Linked DNA regions of Gossypium hirsutum: region 1 is linked to region 2. The links are chromatin contacts, called in public Hi-C maps. All regions are on one chromosome and are shown on one strand. Each heading gives the region's core, a stretch centred on a gene start, on an enhancer-like site or on the middle of the called end of the contact. The rest is flanking DNA. Distances are from core to core; before and after follow the strand shown. Region 1 holds the start of LOC107945971 (probable serine/threonine-protein kinase WNK9). Region 2 holds the start of LOC107926830 (probable ribose-5-phosphate isomerase 3, chloroplastic).

The links. Hi-C and Micro-C count contacts between places; a contact is called where the count stands out from the background.
Region 1: a contact with region 2 is called in a Hi-C map of leaf, with 2.2 times the contacts expected there. The contact joins the promoter of LOC107945971 here to the promoter of LOC107926830 in region 2. A contact is called at or near these places in 2 of 34 Hi-C or Micro-C datasets (both in leaf).

Annotation. Positions count from the first base shown.
Region 1 is chrD11:59,139,458-59,145,057 of Gossypium_hirsutum_v2.1, reverse strand. LOC107945971 (probable serine/threonine-protein kinase WNK9) reads right to left here and starts at 3,496. Exons shown (of 7, transcript XM_041104597.1): 1 at 3,013-3,496; 2 at 2,863-2,900; 3 at 2,450-2,677; 4 at 2,115-2,335; 5 at 1,760-1,917; 6 at 1,228-1,666; 7 at 32-1,141. The coding sequence starts at 3,090. The coding sequence ends at 120.
Region 2 is chrD11:58,788,239-58,793,026 of Gossypium_hirsutum_v2.1, reverse strand. LOC107926830 (probable ribose-5-phosphate isomerase 3, chloroplastic) reads right to left here and starts at 3,409. Exons shown (of 1, transcript XM_016857765.2): 1 at 2,390-3,409. The coding sequence starts at 3,409. The coding sequence ends at 2,564. It also overlaps the pseudogene LOC107926831.

The DNA.
Region 1 (5,600 bases), core at 2,247-4,746, 350 kb before region 2:
ATAGAGAAAAACTAATTGGATTGAACATTGATGGACCAAAAAATAAAAAGGGGTTGATTTCATATTATTTCAGCCTCTAAAAATGTAGAGAAATGTTCAAAAGAATGCAGAGTCTTACATTATATATCAACAGCATCAACTGGAAGGGAAGTTGTTCTATGAAGAGATTGTGGAAGCAGTGATCCAGTACAGAAATTTTGAGCAGTGACCATCTCCTTAACTCTTGGAGATTCTGCCGGTTTGCGATACCGGCCCCCTCGGTTAGCTGAATCGGGGCACCTCTTATTCTTATTATCATGGAAATCTGAGTTAAAATGCTTGTTAGGGGCAAAAGTCGATAATGGCGGAATGTCATTGTTCCTGTTCTTGGCTTTGTTACTGCAGTTTGAAGAGTCTGATACAATTCCTAATTGTTGTTGATCTCTAAGTTCTCTTAATTCCATCTGGTACTTTGCTTTAAGCCATCTCAGTTCCTGTTGGACTTCATTCTCGTAATTGTCGGAGAGATCACAGTATAATGAATGAACTTCAGAGAAAGACCGAGAGCTTGTCAAACATTGGATTGAATTTCTGTTAGGAGATTGGATTTTCTTTTCTTCTCTAACTTCTTTATCACCATTTGCCAAGAATGATTGATCTGATTTATCAAACTCTTCGTCTGAATTTCTCTGTCTAAGTTCATGATTTTCGTGCTGATCCCATATTTCCTGGTAATGCAAATTGTCCGACTGGCTTGACTCGTTCGGTGCACCATCTGTCACACAATGCTCGGATTCCTCAACTTGAAAAGTAATCTCTTCAAACCGGCCATGCATTGAAGCACATCCAGTTCTACAACACTGAAGAACTCGCGAGTCTTTGACACCTCCATTATGTGTCAAAAAATCTAAGAGGGAGCCGGTAGATGTACGGTTCGAAGCACAATTGTGACAAAAGTTCTGATTCGAAAAGCGCGGTGATTCATCAATTCCCGGCCCTCGTCTCCAACCAGGTACTAAGGAAGCAATTTCTCCATCGATCATATCGGCTATTTTAGTCACATCTTGGTCAGTGATATCCAATTCTGAAACCATTTCAGTAGCAACACTCAATGCTGTATCAGTTTCAACATCGAATGGGAAATATATGTTTCTAATACGACCTGCAAGTTGACAAAAAAAGGAGAAAGTTCAAGTCAGATCTCCACAAAGAAAAAGTTGACAAGAACGGATGAAATATGTTCCTAACCTTCTTTATCGACAATCCGAAGTCTCAAAAAGATACCACCATCATTTCCCATCTTCCCCTTGATGCTTATGTCTACATTTGCAGCATGTTCATCCTCTTGATATTTAAAAAGCTCGATTCCACTTGGTTCAATTTCAGCAGGATGATACCCCCATTCATTTGGTGTTTCGTAACCATAACCATTCTTGTATCCGTTACTATAAGAACTACTATTGTGATGAAACTCGAGATCCGGTAGCCTAATGAGAGGACCAACTTCATCAAGTTCCCTCCCATATTCTAGTTGTCTCAAATCATATTCACAATCATCAATCTGTAGAAAAGGGTCATTTAACAACTCTCTCGCAGATAGCCTCAAAGACACAGTTGCCAAACATTTCTCAACAAATTGTCGGACTTCCGGATCCTTAACTTTATACAAAGCATCTGGTTTTCTACCCTAAAAATAAGAACGCGTGTTAATGAAAATTCGGTCATTCCAGCAGATGAAACAAAGCGAGAAAGCAAGTCAAGCAAAGTGAAAAGCCCTTACGGAGATAACTTTCTTGTAGATTTGAGCCGGATGGGTGCATTCGCTATAAGGATACTCGAAAGTAACCATTTCTAAAATGCACATTCCGAACGAATAAATGTCAACTAATTCATTGTAGGCTTCTTCGTAAACCTCTGGAGCCATAAACTCTGGTGTTCCTGAGGAAAAAGCAAGCCCCAAAAATGGTGACTTTCCATTTTATTGAATCAACCCCCTCCCCCCCAACTCGAAAAGTTCAATATTTCTCAAACAAGATAAGACAGTCTATTGTTTCGTACTGAAATCATTTCTATGAGTCAACCAAAGTTTAAGTTCAGTTCAAGTTAACCCGAAAATTGGTTAAGATAAAACATACCAACACAATGAGCAGCATGAGATTTGCGGAGAATCGCAGCAAGGCCGAGATCGCCGATCTTAACTTCTCCTTGGTTGCCATTGACAAAAATATTGTCACATTTAAGATCTCTATGAATCACAGGGGGATCATGGCTATGGAGATAAAGAAGGCCTCTCAAGATCTGCCTACACCAATGCTTCACTGCTCTAATGTTCACTCTCTTATGCTTTAGCCTATACCTGCAAGGGGATCCCCCATCATAAACAAAATATCAAACATCTAATAAACAACACCAAAAGAAGCCATATTTTTAACATTAAAAAACACAGATTTTGGACATGTTTTTTTCTTACTGTCTTAAAGTTCCAGAAGTGAACATTTCAGTGACAAAATTAATGTTCCTATTGGCGGTGTCAACCCAAGAAGTATAGAACTTCATAATATTCTTGTGCTTCAATGTCTTAAGGAGATGAATCTCACAATACAGTCTTTCAAGATCTTCAGGGCTTTGAAGAAAATCATAAAGTTTGACTTGGTTCCAAGCAACTTCAATCCCTTCATACTCATCAAATGCTCTATAACTGCAATAAACATCAACCATATATGTTATGCCCCCCCCCAAAAAACACTTCATTGGAAATATCAAATGGAGCTCAAATTCTGTAAAAAAGAAAAAGAAAAGAGGATGCACAGAAGCAAATATAATGAAGAAATATAGACTGGGTATTGAAAAAAAATGGGAAAATATTTGAGTTTTGAACCATACACTGTCTTTGAAGCTCCTTTTCCAAGGATTTCATTGTACTGCAAACAAAAGAAAGAAAGGAAAAAGGACAATACAAAGAAGGTATAAGAATCAAAAACTTCAACTCAAAACTAAAAAAAAAAAGGAAAAAGAAAGTTAATTTATGAATACTCTGCCATATCTTCCAGTTGGATCAACTTCAACAAACTCAGAACAATCTGGTTCTTCAAGATGTAAAAGACCATTCATACTCAAAAGATTAAAAATTGTAATAAAAAAGGAATAAATTTATTTTGTGTTTATGTTATCCTTTATTTTCTTCCTTTTCCTTGTTAAAACAAAGATTTCTCGTTGTAAACTGGGCAAGAAATGAGGGGAAATTTTGTGGTTTTTTCATACAAATATAAATAAATAAAAACAACTTTTCTGTAGCCTTTTTGGAGAGCGAGAGAGAGAGAGAGGAGGGGGGAAGGGAAAGAGAGAGAAAAAGAAAGATGAAAGAAATGAAGAATTACTCGCATGAAAAGGAGCAAAGAGAGAGTTTTTGAGTTAAAAGACGAGTTTTTGGGCAAAACCTGCCACTTTTTCTTGAGGGGATGCATAAAAAATGAAAAAAAACACCCCCATGAAAGAACATGACAAACAAGTGAAATAAATCTTAAGAAAAGAAAATGTTAAAAATTTCAAGGTAATTTAATTCATTAGAAAACAATGACCCCACCTTTGAAGTTTGATGCTCAAACCTGTTTCATGTTCCAGTTTTTATCACATACATATGTTACAATTTGGACATTAAATAATCCAAATAAACAACTGCTACTTTGTCAAAACTGTGTAAGATCTAACATTCTAACTCCCTGTGTCTCCCATACCAAGCTCCAACCTTTTACCTAACCACCAATAAAAACTCCATATTTCTTAAATATTTTTTTTCAAGAGGAAAAATTTTATCATTGAATTGAGAGTCTCAGTCACCACAATGCCATGCACCACATAATAAGATTCGTCAAAGACTTTTCATTTAACATTTATTCTCATGATAAATTTTAATATCGAATCTGACCATTCAACATGTTAATTGTCTTTATACAATTCATCTCTAAGATAATCTTTTTAACCCTTTTAGTCCGTGCTAGTTTAACTCCCTTAAAAGCCTTCTATAACTCAGCTGCCAGCACTAGACAAATCCCTAACTCACGGGAGAACCCCCTCAGCCAATGTCCCCCATTGTCCTTGGCCACTTGGCCACCCCCCCCCCAGCAACTAACGAGCCAACTCCCACAGTTGCAATAATATTCACCTTTATCAATTTCCCTTCCGGCACCTCCCATCTTATCCCCCTCTTCCTCTAATGTTATCCAACTCTGTTCTAATTCAGTTGAAGATTTAAAAAAGTTATCTAGCCAACTTTTTTTTCCCTTTTCTATATTTTTCTTTTAAAAATCATTAAGTACCCATTTTTCTATTGATCACATATTCTAATATTCACCAACCTTCAATTTAATTTATGTACAAAATCAAAGGGAAAAAAAACAAAATTAGCTTTTAAAACTGAGCCACACATGTATATATGGGTTAGGTACATTATTAAAATTATGATTTTATAATCGTAACGATGTTATTATTTTTGGTTAATAGAAAATAAGTTAGATCCAATGAAATCATATTAGAATCTTAAAACATTTGTTCATGCTGAACATTGGACAAACTTAATATTTACCGTCAAATAAGATATCCAATCATATATTTGAATCAATAATGGTGGATTTACTTTTTTGTGAATTTGATTTTTAATATTCGGACAAACAAAGAATTCATGAGTTTGTGATAAACACCAAATATAAGCAAACAAGGATAGGATAAATCTCCCCAACACACCATTTTTGTGTTGAGAATTTTAGAGAAAAAAAAGAAATTATTAAAAAAATAAAGGGCTTGAACTTGCTATATATCTGACTTTGCCATTTGCAACTTTGAGGGATAGCTTTAATAGGAGGGTGGCTTCCTCTAATTTGCTAAATGCTAACTACTCTTCGATTTAGCATTATAAAGGCTCATTTACCACTTATTTATATTTTTTTATTTAAATTTATATTATTTGTCAAATCACCTTAAAATAAATAAAATGTTAACGTTTATTATCTTTACTGACATAGCATACACATGGGCTACCGTGTAGATGTCACGTTAACAAAGTCAACAAACATTCATTTTTCTTATCATTTTTGAATGATTTGATAAATAATACAAACTCAATAATTAAAAGAAACGAAAAATTAAATAAAATACTAAAGTGAGTTCTCTTGTAATACGTAACTTTTTTATAATTAAATTAATAATGTATGCCAATTTTTCCTTATATTTAATTTTTTATTGTGATAAACCAATGAATGTTATATTTATAAATGCAATGAAAATTTATTGTGATAAAAGTGGTAGGATAGATTTGATTTAAATGCAGTGAAGAACAACTATGAGAATAATGTTAATTTTCAACTTTGTTTTAAATGATTTTAAATTTTAGTAAGAGCAGGTGAAGATTATTTACCTATAAATAGGCCATCATTTTATGAAAAATAAATAAATAAGAGAGAAAAATGCCATCATTTTTCATGTGAATGAAGTTTGTTGAATTTGAATTCAATGCTTTAAAATGATTACAAATTAAGGACCTAATATATTACTATATCTTTCTCTTTACTTTGCAAAAAAATGAAATTTTAAATATGGCTACCTTATTTTAATTTTTTACTCACATT
Region 2 (4,788 bases), core at 2,160-4,659:
CAGCGACCGGATCGGATATAGGGTGTTACATTTATTACTCTATTTTCTGTAAAAAATTGACAATATAACATGTTGATTAAGTGTGACATGTCATATGATTGATGAAAAATAAATATGTTAAGTTGAAAATTTTTAATAGAAACTACCAATGACTATATCGATTGAACTAGGAATTCTAAATTGAAAAACTATAAAAGAGAATTGAATTTTTAACTTTTAAAGTACAAGGACTGAATCTCAAATTCTGTAGAAATATAGGGACTATAACAGATTTTAACCAAAAATTTATAAACACATGGTAACATTAACAAATACTACTAACAATCCATAAGTAAAACCCCAAGCATTGAGCAAAACAAAAAGGAGATCAACAAGATCTCGCGTCCACAGTGGTCGACGAACGACGAGGGCGAGGGCAAGGGCAGCTTGAGGGGGAGGGGGTTTGGACCTTTTGGTGGGTTTTGGCAGGTAGGGTACTGGGGGTCTTTAATCTTTTACTTATTATTATTTTATTTCTTTCCTTTCATTTTGGGCTGGGAATTAGGTTTTTTAAGTATTGGGCTTAGCCCAGGCTGATATAGCCCAAAATTTTGGAAAACGGCCTGATCCATTTTTATCAGTTTTAATTTTTTTTCCTCTACTGGATTGCCTATAGACTGATTTTTAGTTTAATCAATTTGATTAATTAATTCAATTCGATTCAAACATAATTTGATTTAAGATTTAAGATTTTTCTACAATCGATTTAAATTAAATTAAATTAAATTAAATTAATACTATTTAATTTTAAAATTTCTGCTACCAACTCAGATATCAAGATATTATAATCAGAACAAAATAATTGACATTCATTATAATGGTGCACAGAAAATGTGGAGGCAAATAATTTTTACCAACCACTTACAATAATTAATATTAAATTTCATAATATGAAAGTGAAAAAATCCATGTATTTATTTGAATAAAATTTATTTGAATTATAAAACATAATGAATCCTGAGTCCGTTAAAACTATAGTATATTGGTAATGAACCTCTAGATGAAACTTTTCACGTGTGTGACCTAGTGACGTCTAAAGGAGAATGGAGTACAGAATGGTTATCTACGTGCTCCCCAAAGATATTATTGTCTGAATATGTGCTTGCAACACATGTTGAGGGAGTCGGATTCTGATCAAATCTCTTCGCAGTGGTTGTCGGTAGGGAAGTTCTCTCTTGCAAAAACGTATAAGCATCTTTTAAACACTAGTGGACCAAGGCAATTTGGGTATGACAGATTAATTTGGAGAGTTGTGACACCTCAAAAGGTGCGAGTTTTTCTATGGTTGCTTATCCAAAATAAACTTTTGACTAATTAGGATTTTACAATGAGACGTATGACATCGACTCCTTTTTGCAAACAATGTGGTTGGTCCTTGGAAATGCCAATTCACGTGGTGAGGGATTGCGGTTTTGCTCAGTCTATTTGGAAAACATTAGTTCCTAGGCAAATTTGGAGTTTTTTTTTCTTTAACTCAACACTTAAGAGATGAATTCACTATAATATCACGAATAAAGAGGAATTAAAATTCGGTGGAGGAGAATGGTCGATGTTTTTTGCAACAGTCACTTGGTTCCTTTGGAAGAACTGTAATGACTTTATCTTCAACAATGCTAGTGAGAGTAGTCAAAATTTAATAGCTTCGGTTATGGCATGGGCAAGATCATTTGGAACCAATGGCAACATAAAGCAAATGACATGCAAGTCGAGGACAAAAAATAGTTGGCAAAGGCCTGAACCAGGATGAGTCAAGAATAATATTGATGGCTCGATGTTGACAAGCAGACAAAGGGCAGCAATAGGAAGAGTGCTGAAAGGACCAAGTAGAGGGCGGTTGGTGGGTTTTGAAATGGTAACAGGTATGGTTGATATCTTCCAAATTGAAGCTCGGGATATCCTTAAAGGCTTGAAGCTAGCATGGATGAGAGGTTTCAGATAGGTTAAGTTGGAAAGCGACAATGCCATTTTGATTGATATTATTAGGAATGACTTTGCAACAAAGAGTAATACAGTGAAAGTCTAACTGATTCATGAGTGGTGTAATAGAGAATGACAATTTAAACTTCAACATGTCTTGAAGGAAAGTAACAAGGTTGCTGATTGCATAGCAAATGTAACAGGAAGTGAAATGAATAAATTGGTTGTATTCGTTGATCCAACTTCACATTTACCAAAGTTTCTGGAGGAGGATATTGACAACTCGATGCAAATAATGTCGTCTGGGCTCTAACTTTATTAGCATTTTATTCATGTTCTAAATCTTCTTTTTCACCAAAAAAAAATGAATCCCTTAACCAAAACATAACCCAAGAAAATACAAAAAATTGGAATCTTAAATATGATAAAGCAATAACCATAAAACCACATATTCATTAACCAATAAAATTCATTTCTAAAATCCCCTCAATCATTCAACATTCTGCAATCACTCTACACAGAATCAAAATTTTTTTTTCTTTTTTTCTTTTTTTCTTTTTTAACAAATTACCCCCTCACACAAAGTAAATTCCACTCAACACTTAATTCACTTAGTCATAACCTCTATACCAGTTTTCCCTGCAATGATGACAGAGGTAGCCATTCCTAAAAACAGCCCATGTTCCACTACACCTTCCAAGGCAGAAATCTCTTTCCCAGCTCCAAACCCATCTTTAATTGGATTCTTGAAATACAAATCCACAATGTAATTCCCATTATCAGTGACATAAGGCTTTTCACTACCATCCCCTACTAACCTCAACTTTGCTTCACAACCCAACTCTTTAAACAGCCCTTGCAGTCTAACTAGATTGTATTTCCAGCAAAACTGCACAACTTCAACAGGCATAGCTAGACCACTCCCTCCAAGCCCTGAAACTAGCTTACTATCATCGGCTACTACAATGAAGGAAGATGAAGCTGCTTCAACCATTTTCTCACGCAAAAGTGCACCGCCTCGGCCTTTAACCAAGTCAAGGTTAGGATCAACTTCATCAGCACCATCAATAGCAAGGTCAATACGGGGATGCAAGTCAAGGGTAGATAAGGGAATGTTAAGTGATGCAGCTTGTTCTTGTGTTCTTTTCGAAGTTGGGATACCTACGATGTTAGAAAGTTGGCCCGTGGAAAGGAGTTGGCCTATTTTGTCGACCACAAAAGCTGCTGTTGATCCTGTTCCTAGGCCTAGGATCATGCCTGATTTGACTGACTCAACTGCTTTGTCAGCTGCAAGCTTTTTAAGATCATCTTGGGAAAGCACTGGGGCGGCTTGGGACCTAATGGAGAATGGTTTCTGGGATGGGGTGCGTAGGTTCAGAGGGGTGCAGCGTAGGATAAGAGGGTTGGTGGAGGTGTGGTGGAGGGAGGAGAGGTTGAGGGATAAGGAAGCCATTGGTTTTTGGTGAATGGAATGAAAGCCTGAAAATGGGGTTGTAGATATGATGAAAGGTTGTGGTCAGTGGCTGTTGGATTGCATTTGCTTTGATATATGATCTGTGTTTGTTGGTTTTTGGAGAACTTGAGGTCAAAGATTGAAGGATAGGGAGAAGGGGCTGCTGAGATTTGGTTGGTTAATTGGTTAGATGATTACATTATTGGTTGGTGGGGACTCAATTTGTTTGTTTGAGAACTTGAGAGGGGTGTTGGGCCTCGGGAGGTTTGAGAATTTGGATTGGATATCTATACTGAAGATTGTCTCAAAAAGGAGGCTTCTTTCTTCTCTCAAAAGATTATCTCTTGACCATTTGAAAAAAATTACTGTCATTTTGGTTTGATCAGCAAGGCAAAGCTCTCAAAAACATGGCTTTGAACTTAAACGGCAGCGCCTGACATCCTTCTAGTTTCGTCTTTTTCCAAGAATTGATTAACCATTAAAAGTGGGCACTATAAAAGTTTGTCTTTTAACTTTCTCTCAAATTATTCTCGCTCCTTGTGGTTCTTTTTCCTTCACAAGACAATTTTTATATCAGCAATCTCATTAACCTCTTAAACCATGGCGGCTGCTGAATCAGCTACTGCAATTCAAAGAAACCAAGTGAGTATTCCAATAAAGTCTCTGTACCCTTTGTTTGGTTTCTGAAACAACTTGAGAAATTTAGTGGGAAAAACAAGGAATCTGGCAACTGATTATCTTTCGGATTTTTTTTTCTGGTTGATTGAAAAAGATTCGTTTGTTACTATGTTGTATATAAAATTTTCATCACATATTTCTTGGTGTAATTGCAAGAAAGATTCTTAAAACCTTTAACTTGATTGGGAATTTTTTTGTTTATTAGGTTGATCTCTTGGACTTTATTGATTGGTCTGGAGTTGAATGCCTTAACCAAAGCTCTGGTCACTCCCTGTCCAATGCTCTCAAGCAGGTGACTCTCTTCAAGCTATTCTTGTTTCTCTGTTCTTCATTTTTACTCCCTTAATACTAGCTAATTGTCAATTGTCATTGAATTATTTAGGCAGACATTTGTACTTTTTTTATGTTGGAAAAATCATGGTTTAGTTTATTACTTTAGGGTTGACTTCATTGTCCAATGCATTTATCTTGTCTTAAGTTGCTTTTGTGGGAATTGCATATTATGAAATAATTAAAAGTTTTATGGTCATGGATTATTTAGGGTTATAGAGAAGATGAAGGTTTTAATCTAGAGAGTGATGCAGATGAACAACTCTTCATATATATATCCCTTTCACTCAAGTCGTCAAACTACATTCCATTGACGTCAAGGGATCCGAAGAGGAAGGTGAAGTTTTGTATATGATTATCTTCCCATAAAT